Regions from separate parts of the Mus musculus genome. Here region 2 is linked to region 1. The links are chromatin contacts, called in public Hi-C maps. All regions are on one chromosome and are shown on one strand. Each heading gives the region's core, a stretch centred on a gene start, on an enhancer-like site or on the middle of the called end of the contact. The rest is flanking DNA. Distances are from core to core; before and after follow the strand shown.

The links. A called contact is a pair of places that touch in the nucleus more often than the background predicts.
Region 2: a Hi-C map of cortical neurons shows a contact between it and region 1, with 2.4 times the contacts expected there. The contact joins two enhancer-like sites. A contact is called at or near these places in 6 of 39 promoter capture datasets (the 3T3-L1 cell line, cranial neural crest, frontonasal cranial neural crest and 3 more), 1 of 15 datasets of contacts at CTCF or cohesin (large pre-B cells), 7 of 484 Hi-C or Micro-C datasets (bone marrow-derived macrophages, cortical neurons, embryonic fibroblasts and 3 more) and 13 of 115 datasets of contacts at active chromatin or transcription factors (VIP interneurons, differentiating embryonic stem cells, embryonic basal ganglia and 9 more).

The regions. Positions count from the first base shown.
Region 1 is chr14:66,318,062-66,322,018 of GRCm38.p6, reverse strand. No RefSeq gene overlaps it. Among named protein-coding and RNA genes, the nearest start is that of 1700001G11Rik, 23 kb to the right of the region's middle. Within about 2 kb of position 2,183, at least 88 of the 459 cell types and tissues checked have an H3K27ac peak or open chromatin away from gene starts, as enhancers often do. A contact at or near this core is called in cortical neurons, where this site is marked.
Region 2 is chr14:66,783,352-66,787,308 of GRCm38.p6, reverse strand. No RefSeq gene overlaps it. Among named protein-coding and RNA genes, the nearest start is that of Gm5464, 84 kb to the left of the region's middle. Within about 2 kb of position 2,233, at least 17 of the 459 cell types and tissues checked have an H3K27ac peak or open chromatin away from gene starts, as enhancers often do. A contact at or near this core is called in cortical neurons, where this site is marked.

The DNA of each region.
Region 1 (3,957 bases), core at 934-3,433:
AGTAACAACTCTGAACCTCTAAGGCCCATCCTTCCAGTCACAAGTATTAATCTTTAATTAAAAATTTTTGCCTGGGGGCTGGAGAGACGGCTCAAGGGTAGCGAGCACTTCCTGCTCTTGCAGAGGATCTGAGTTTGGTTCTCAGCGCCATCATGGTAGCTCACAAACACCTGTTCCAGGGGATCTGCATGCCACACGCACTGCATGTACATGGTACTTAGATAATGTATGCAGGCAAAACAAAATGCATTCAGATAAAATAAAAATAACAAAAAGTAAATATTTTTTTTAGAAAAATAAGATTCTGTTTAATCTCTTGGGCAGGGTGTCAAACTGTTACCCAGGCTGGCAATGCTCCCACCTCAGTGTCCTGAGCATTAGGATCGCTGACATGAGTCACTACAGCTGGCTTCATTTTGAAAACTCTAAAAAAAAATGTAAAAAAAATAAAAATAAAAATTCTATTGGTTGGCATATTTTATTTTGTGACCTTGTATTTACTTGGCTTTCAGTCTTGGCATATGGATTTATTTCTTCTATTTTTCCATATATTGGAGACTATGTTTTTAAAATAAAAATCCAAAGGGGACTTGCTTTTGCGTGCGTGTGTGTGTGTGTGTGTGTGTGTGTGTGTATGCGCGTGCGTGCGTGTGCCCTGCTCTTTTTTGTTTGCTGTTGTTTTGAGATGGGTGTCTGTTCTGTACCACAAGCTGGCCCTTGAATTCAAGATCCTCCTTCAGCCTCCTGAACACTGGGATGATGGGCAAGCAAACAACACCCAGTTTCCTGGTGTCCCGTTACTCTCTGAAAATAACCTCTCAAGAGTCGGGGGGGGGGGGGGAAGGTTCAGTAGATAGATGCCTCTGCACTCAGGCCTGATGATCTGTTTGAACTAACTCCTGGGAGTTGTCCTCTGACTTTCACGTGTGCTGTGGCAAGCACACATGTGCGCACACACAAGCAGTTCATAAATGAAGTGACTTAGAATTCTAGGAGATTCAGAGCCTTGGCATTCCTTCTTGCTGCCCTGCTCATTGCCCTCTGGTAGAGCAAGCAGGCTGCTCCACATTCATTTCGTTTCTGTCATTCCTCAGTATGCATTTTTTGTTGTTGTTGTTGTTGTGATCCTTTCGCAGTGTTCTTCTAGACGTTGGTGTTCTGTGACCTATAATTCAAATTCCGTGCTGGTCTGTCCGGGGTGATAAGCGACTTCATCATTATCGCTCATTGTGGGTTTTAAATTAGATTTCCATTTTCTGCTCTCCATTTTCTCCTGTATTTGTTTCTTTTCCTCTCTTGCGCCATGGTACTGGAGCTGCCTTCCATGTTTCTTCCTCAGTTTCCCCTAGTCTTCTATCTGTTGGGAGGTCTCTTCTCTGGGTGTCAGGGCTGTAGGGCTTCTCTGTCTCTTGGCCTGATCTCACTGACTTCCTCTTCTCCCTCTGGTCCTGCTTATCCAGGACACCAAAGCTGCTTCAGGGTGCTTCTGGGCCTTCTAAAGAGACGCCGAGGCCTCCCTTATCCGAGGCTTTGCTTTGCTTTAGCTACTAGCAGTAAGGCATCTTGAGAGAGGTGGGGACTAGAACATTAAACAGCTTATATTGTCTTGTCTTACCTTGTTAGTTTTTAAGGAAGGGTAGCCTGTACCAATGACTAGGCTCTGGGGTGGCAGTCAGTATTGACTCACTCCCCATGCTACGGTTTCTTGTGGGGACATTGTTTATGCTCCACCCCCTCCGTGCTGCCACAGACTGAGAACTGGGGGTGTACAGATTCAAATGCACCCCTACAAAAGGGGTGAGGCGGAGCCCAGCTCCCCATCGCTGACTCTTCCCTATGTACCTTCATGTTCCTCTGGGTCCCCATTGTTCCCAGACTGTCTGTTCTTCAAACTGAATTATGCAAATACCAGCTAGCCCAGTATCCATGGAAACCACATCTCCTGCATTCCTCAGCCCGTTTTCCTGGCAGAAGAGACCCATCCAAGTGACAACCACAAACAAGGACAAATGGCAGGAAGGTTTCCCCGAGAGCCCTGGGCTATTGGTTTCTGTCAGTATGGACCCATCTTCTCAGCCCTTCTGTGTGGCTGGGGGGGGGGGGGGGGAGAGGGAGGGAGTGGCCTGGCACAGCAGAGAAGGCTTTCTCTTCTTGAAACCTGGAGACTCTGTGATCCCAGTATCTCTCTCATCACTGACAATGCTCTTTGTCCAATCACTGTGCAGACAGCCCCCTCAGTGGGCAGGAGGCAGCATCTGGTGTTATCACTCAGCTCACGTGTACTCATGAGCCACTGCAGAAATAACAGCACAATTTTATCCTGTGATCCACTAATTTTATGCACAGATCCTCAAGCTCTGCTCCTCTCTATTCCTTTGCTGTGTCTGAAGCAATATACACGCTCATTTCCCTCTGGGATCAAACGGGGGAGGGGGGAAGCCTCCAGTCAGTGAGTGAGTGCCACACCCTGCTTCTTGAATCAGTGGTCCTTTACACTGCAAAGACAGATTCTTGCTGGTGACAGCTACGGTTTTCAAGGCACTAGCACTAGAAGTTACTTGGTAAAGAAAACGGCATAACTGTCCAAGTTTGCCTGACATTGTGGCTGCAGCTCAGTGACAGAATGGTAAACTCAACTGTTTTATGTGCACCAAACTCTAGTGCTGTACACGTTTGCTCACCTTCAATCTCATAGCCAGGGGCTGGGGAGACTTCCTGGTTGGGAAAATTCTTGCCACACAAGCCTGAAGACCAGCATCAATCTCTGGCACACAGGTAAAAAGCAAAGCTTGGTGGTGAGTGCCTAATCTCAGAGCCAGGAAGGGAGAGACAGCAGGTCCTTAGGGCTCACTGGCCAGTTGGTAACCAATAAGTCTCAGGCCCCAGTGAGACTCTGTCCCCAAAATCAAGATGGAGAGCCTCTGAGGAATGGACCTCACGCGCATATGCATGCCACATGCACACACCACCTCACAATTGCCATACATGCTGGTGTGTGTGTGTGTGTGTGTGTAGGAAAGCTCCTCACCCCCCTCTCTGTTTTTACTTGAAACTAAGGAAAAAAGAAACCATTCTCTTAAGGTCTGACAGCAGCTGAGGCAGAATCTGAACCCAGGCTGTCCGACCCAATTCCCTATCCTAGTCTCCGGGCTACCAGACTCCTTTGTGAAGACTGGAATTGAAACACATTTCGTAAGGTCTTGGGTTTAAAAGGCTTTAGCGTTTTCTTTTTCTTTTAAAACTCTAAGACACAATGTTTAAGCAAAAAGTGTGGCATCTACCAAGTGAGTGTTGCATGCAACCATACAGGACACGCCTTCCCTACAGTGAAGGAACATCTTCACTTATTTTAACAGTATTCTTCATTTTGAGCTTCCTGCTCCCAGTCAGGTTGGTTAGATACAGGGCAGGACAGTCTGCTTTTAAGTTATGGTGCATGTTATGTGCATACAGAAGTCACTCATCAATAGAGTACGCACCACGGACAAAGCCTCTCAGAAGACTGAGAAGAAAACTGATACTATGGCCCGCCTGGGAGGGTCAGTGTGCAGTGAGACTCTTCTAGCACATTCTGTACCTTTGGAGTTACAATCATGTGAACATAATCTAATCGCACACACACACACATTTGAGAGGCTTGTGGGTTCATAGGCTGCATGCCTGCATGTTTAGTTCTGGACCCTTATTTTTATTACAACCTGATGGCTTCCCTGGTTCCTGAAATGTTGTGAACTTTCTTGTGACAGTAGGGCTTCCATGTGGGGCTCCGTCCCCACAAGGCATCGACTCTCACCACTGCACTATATCCACGATGCTCTCTTTACTTGGAGATGATCCCACGATTATGATCCTCCTGCCTCAGCTTCAAGTAACTGCAATTACAGACCTACACTCCCAGACCATAAATATATGTCCTTGTTAAACTGCAGGGAGACTTTTTTTTTTTTTTTTTTTTTT
Region 2 (3,957 bases), core at 984-3,483, 470 kb before region 1:
GGACCTGTTACTGGTTATAAATATGTCCAATTAAAGGAGCATTTGATTTATATCATATACGAAGAGTGAAAAAAAAAGAGTTAAAACTTGGGCATATTGATGAGGTCTCCTTAAGATAATAAAGCCCCCCCCGACAATTATAAGAAAACATGGATGTCATTAGCTCCCTGGCTTGGGGTTGTCATGTGCCCCTCAGCTCAGCTTCTGTTTGGGGGATGGAGAGTGGATTTGGTTGGATTCATGAATGCACACAATGCCACTGAACCATATGCTTAGAAATGGTTAAAATGGAAACTCTTAGACCGTGCAGTTCTCCTGCAGTGAGTGGAGAGCAGCCTGGGGAACCACATCCACAAAGCCATCGGAAGGGGCAGTGGTGGGTGACTCAAGGGGGATGGGGGAGGGAAGGAGAAGCGGGATAAAGGGACTCTAAGGAGGTGACTTGGGTTTCTGTTGCTTTAATGAAAACACCATGACCAAAAAGCAAGTTGGAAAGAAAGGGGTCTATTTGGCTTACATTTCCATATCCCTCTTCATTGCTGAAGGAACTCAAGCAGGGCAGGACCCTGGAGGCAGGAGCTGATGCAGAAGCCACGGAGAGGTAGGCACTGCTTACAGCTTGCTCCCTTGGCTTGCTCAGCCTGCTTCCTTATAGAACCCAGGACCACAGCCCAGGGATGGCACCACTGGTTGAGAAAATGCCCTACAGCTGGATCTCATGGAGGCATTTCCTTCACTGAGGCTTTTTCCTGCGTGATGATTCCAGCCTGTGCCAAGTTGACACAAACCCAGCCACAGTACAGGTGGTAAAATGATTCTGTCATGGGGGATAAATGACATCCAATGTTTGGACAAACCTCAGGACTATACAGCTTGGAATGAAGTGTGCCTTACACGGGCCTTAGTGACAATAATGCATAAATACTAATTCATCCACTGCAACAGACACACCACACCTGCAAGATGTGAATGATAGGAAACAGAGAAGGAGGTAGAACATAACCTCTACATGCCTTGCTCACTTGAAGACAAAGTCTATTCATTATTATTTATAAAGCCGCCAGAAGAAGACACGTGAGCAAAAAACAAATGTAAGAATTTTGGCACAAGAGGACAGTGGAGGGAAGCCCAAAGGAAAAAACTCTAGGTAAGAATTTACTATTATTAATTATTATTTTTAATTTTCCAAGTACAGATGTTTTGGAAAATTAAAAATGAATATATATACATACAGAATTCTTCAGGCATGAAATGCTGAGAGAGTGTATTGATAGCACTCTCAGCCTGCAGAACTGTCAAAGCAAATCCCTTAGCTGGGGAGAGAATGACATCAGATAGAAATATGAACGCAGAGTGAAGGAGATAGTTGGGAGGGCACCTCAAAATAAAAGACTAAGTGGTGCGTTCCAAAGGCTCACACTAGGCCAGATTCAGGGGTGCATGGGGTAGGCCAAGCAGAACTAACTGCGTTGCTTTAGATCAGTGGTTCCTGACCTTCCTAAAGCTGCGACCCTTTAATACAGCTCCTCATGTTGTAGGGACCCCTCCCCCCAACCATAAAAGTATCTTCACTGCTACTTCATAACTGTAATTTTGCTACTGTTATAAATCATAATGTAAATAGTTTCGGAGACAGAGGTTCGCCAAAAGGGTTGTGACCCACAGATTGAGAACTGCTGGTTCAGATGTTAGTTTCTTCCTTGATCAGGTAAGGTACGGCGTCACTGTGGGTGTGCATCACTGTGGGTGTGCATCACTGTGGGTGTGCCGGTCAGCCTGGGATCCACATGGTGGAATGAGAGGACCAGCTACAGAAACTTGTTCCTTGACCTCCACATACGCGGTGGCACACACCCCTTCCTACATACATAAATAAAAATGCAATGAAAATCCACAGGAAATTATTTTATCATATCTCTGGGGAGTCCGGTCCGAAACGGAGGCCCTGGCTGGGTGGGATTCTTTTGTGTCTCCCTAACTGTGCAAGGCGTGTCTCCCTATGTCTTCCTTCTGTCTATGCCTGTTTGCTTCATCGTCAAAGGACACTAGACATATTAAATTAGGGCCCATCTCAAAGATCTCATTTTAGCGTAAAGCAGTCACAGTCAGAGGGGCTGGGAGTTGGGTCTTCAAAAGACACTTAAGGGTGTCAGCTTAAAGCTATTTGGGCGGTCTGTGGCGTGCTCTGCATCCTGGCCAGCAGAGGGCGCTGATGCCTGCATTGAAGCTTCAGAGAATGAGTTAGAGGAGCATTTCTGTCTTGGAGAAAGCTTCTGGGAGCCCAGCTTGCTCTTGTCCTATGTACACCCAAGTTTCCTTGTGTACCCTACTTCGTTACAAATGGTAAGAAATAAATGGTCATAACCTACTCCCTCTCTCTCCGTGTGTGTGTGTGTGTGTGTGTGTGTGTGTGTGTGAGAGAGAGAGAGAGAGAGAGAGAGAGAGAGAGAGCGCAAACAAGAGCAGGCAATCGGATACACATTGCACACAGGCCAGAGGTTTATGCTGTGTATCCTCTTTAATGGCTCTCCACCTTATCGCTGGGAGCCTGTACTTCACAGATTAGGTTAGGCTGGCTAGCCAGAGACCGCTGGGGGTCCACCCCTGTCTCCTCCCCTCTAGCATAGGGCTTACAGGTCAGGGGTCAGTACTCACCCTTTGCACAGGTTTTGGGAATCCAGACCCAGGTTTTCATGTTTGTGTGGTAAGCACTCGACCGACTGAGTCATCACCTTGCTTTCTATATGTGGGAGCTTCCAGTGTGGTGAAGTGTGTCTGCTGTCTTTGAACCCTTCAATGGCCTTTTCTGTTTCCAGAAAACATTTCTCCCTAGATACCATCTCTCTCAGGATTCTGTTTACTCTCTCTTCCAGCAATTCACACTCTGTCTCCGCCCACCTGGCAATTACCAACAAGTTACATAAATTGGTCTCCTTACCTATCATTGCATGTGGGAGGTAGTTTGCCCTGGGTACATGCCGTCCTCTGTAAAGGACAGAGGCTTATGAAATGCTGTCACAGCAGAACTTTAGAAGTACTGGAAGACAGATAAGAAAGCCCCCGTGAGCATGTCCCACCAAAGCAGCTGCTTTCATTTTGCAGACGGCTTCTCATTTCTTAGTTGTACGGTTATAAGTTTTACTTCTGTATCTGTGAGGATGCATGCAAGAAAGCACAGACGATGTGTGTGGACGACGATTTCATGTAAAGAACAGGCTGCACATGAAACTGTAAAAGTAAAAGACCATGGATGTGAGAGACTGGAAGCTTGAAGGAGGCTCTCTGTGCAGCAGAGACTGACATCATCCGAACCACTCGTGAGACAGCATGAAATGTAGCGTTGTGTAACGTAACGTAGCGTAGCGTAGCGTAGCGCTGGAAGTTTGGGAAGAGTCTAGAAGCTGAAGTAAATGTGGCCACTATGGTGAAGTGTCATTGCTACACAGGGCTGGCAGGAAGGAGGGGCAGAATCCTTCTCCATCCAGCTGATCTCCCTCTACTGCCTCCTACTGGCAGAAGCTAGCAACAAGTCCACTGACAGGAGAAATAGCATTTGCAGGAGTCGAGTTCTTACATTGTAGAGCCCAGGATAGAGGGGAGGTTTTGGAGATGACAGATACGAGTTTAACAGCATAAGTTACCATTTAATCAGCATCCACATTCACGTGTGAGCATCCGAATATCACCAGTAGTAACTGTTATGTTTTGGCCTCATCAGATGACATACCATCTTCATATAAGTAAGACCCAGACTCTCCCCATAAAAGACCAAGAAGCTGAAGTAGCTCCCCGTGGACAAAAATGGAACAATAGGAAGTACAAAATGACTAAGTACACTTTGAACTAGCCAATAGATAACTTAATTTTTTTTCTTTTTGAGGCTATGTCCAACTATGTAGCCTGGGCTAACCTGAACAGACTATGGAAACCAGGCTGGCCGGGAACTCGCAGAACTCC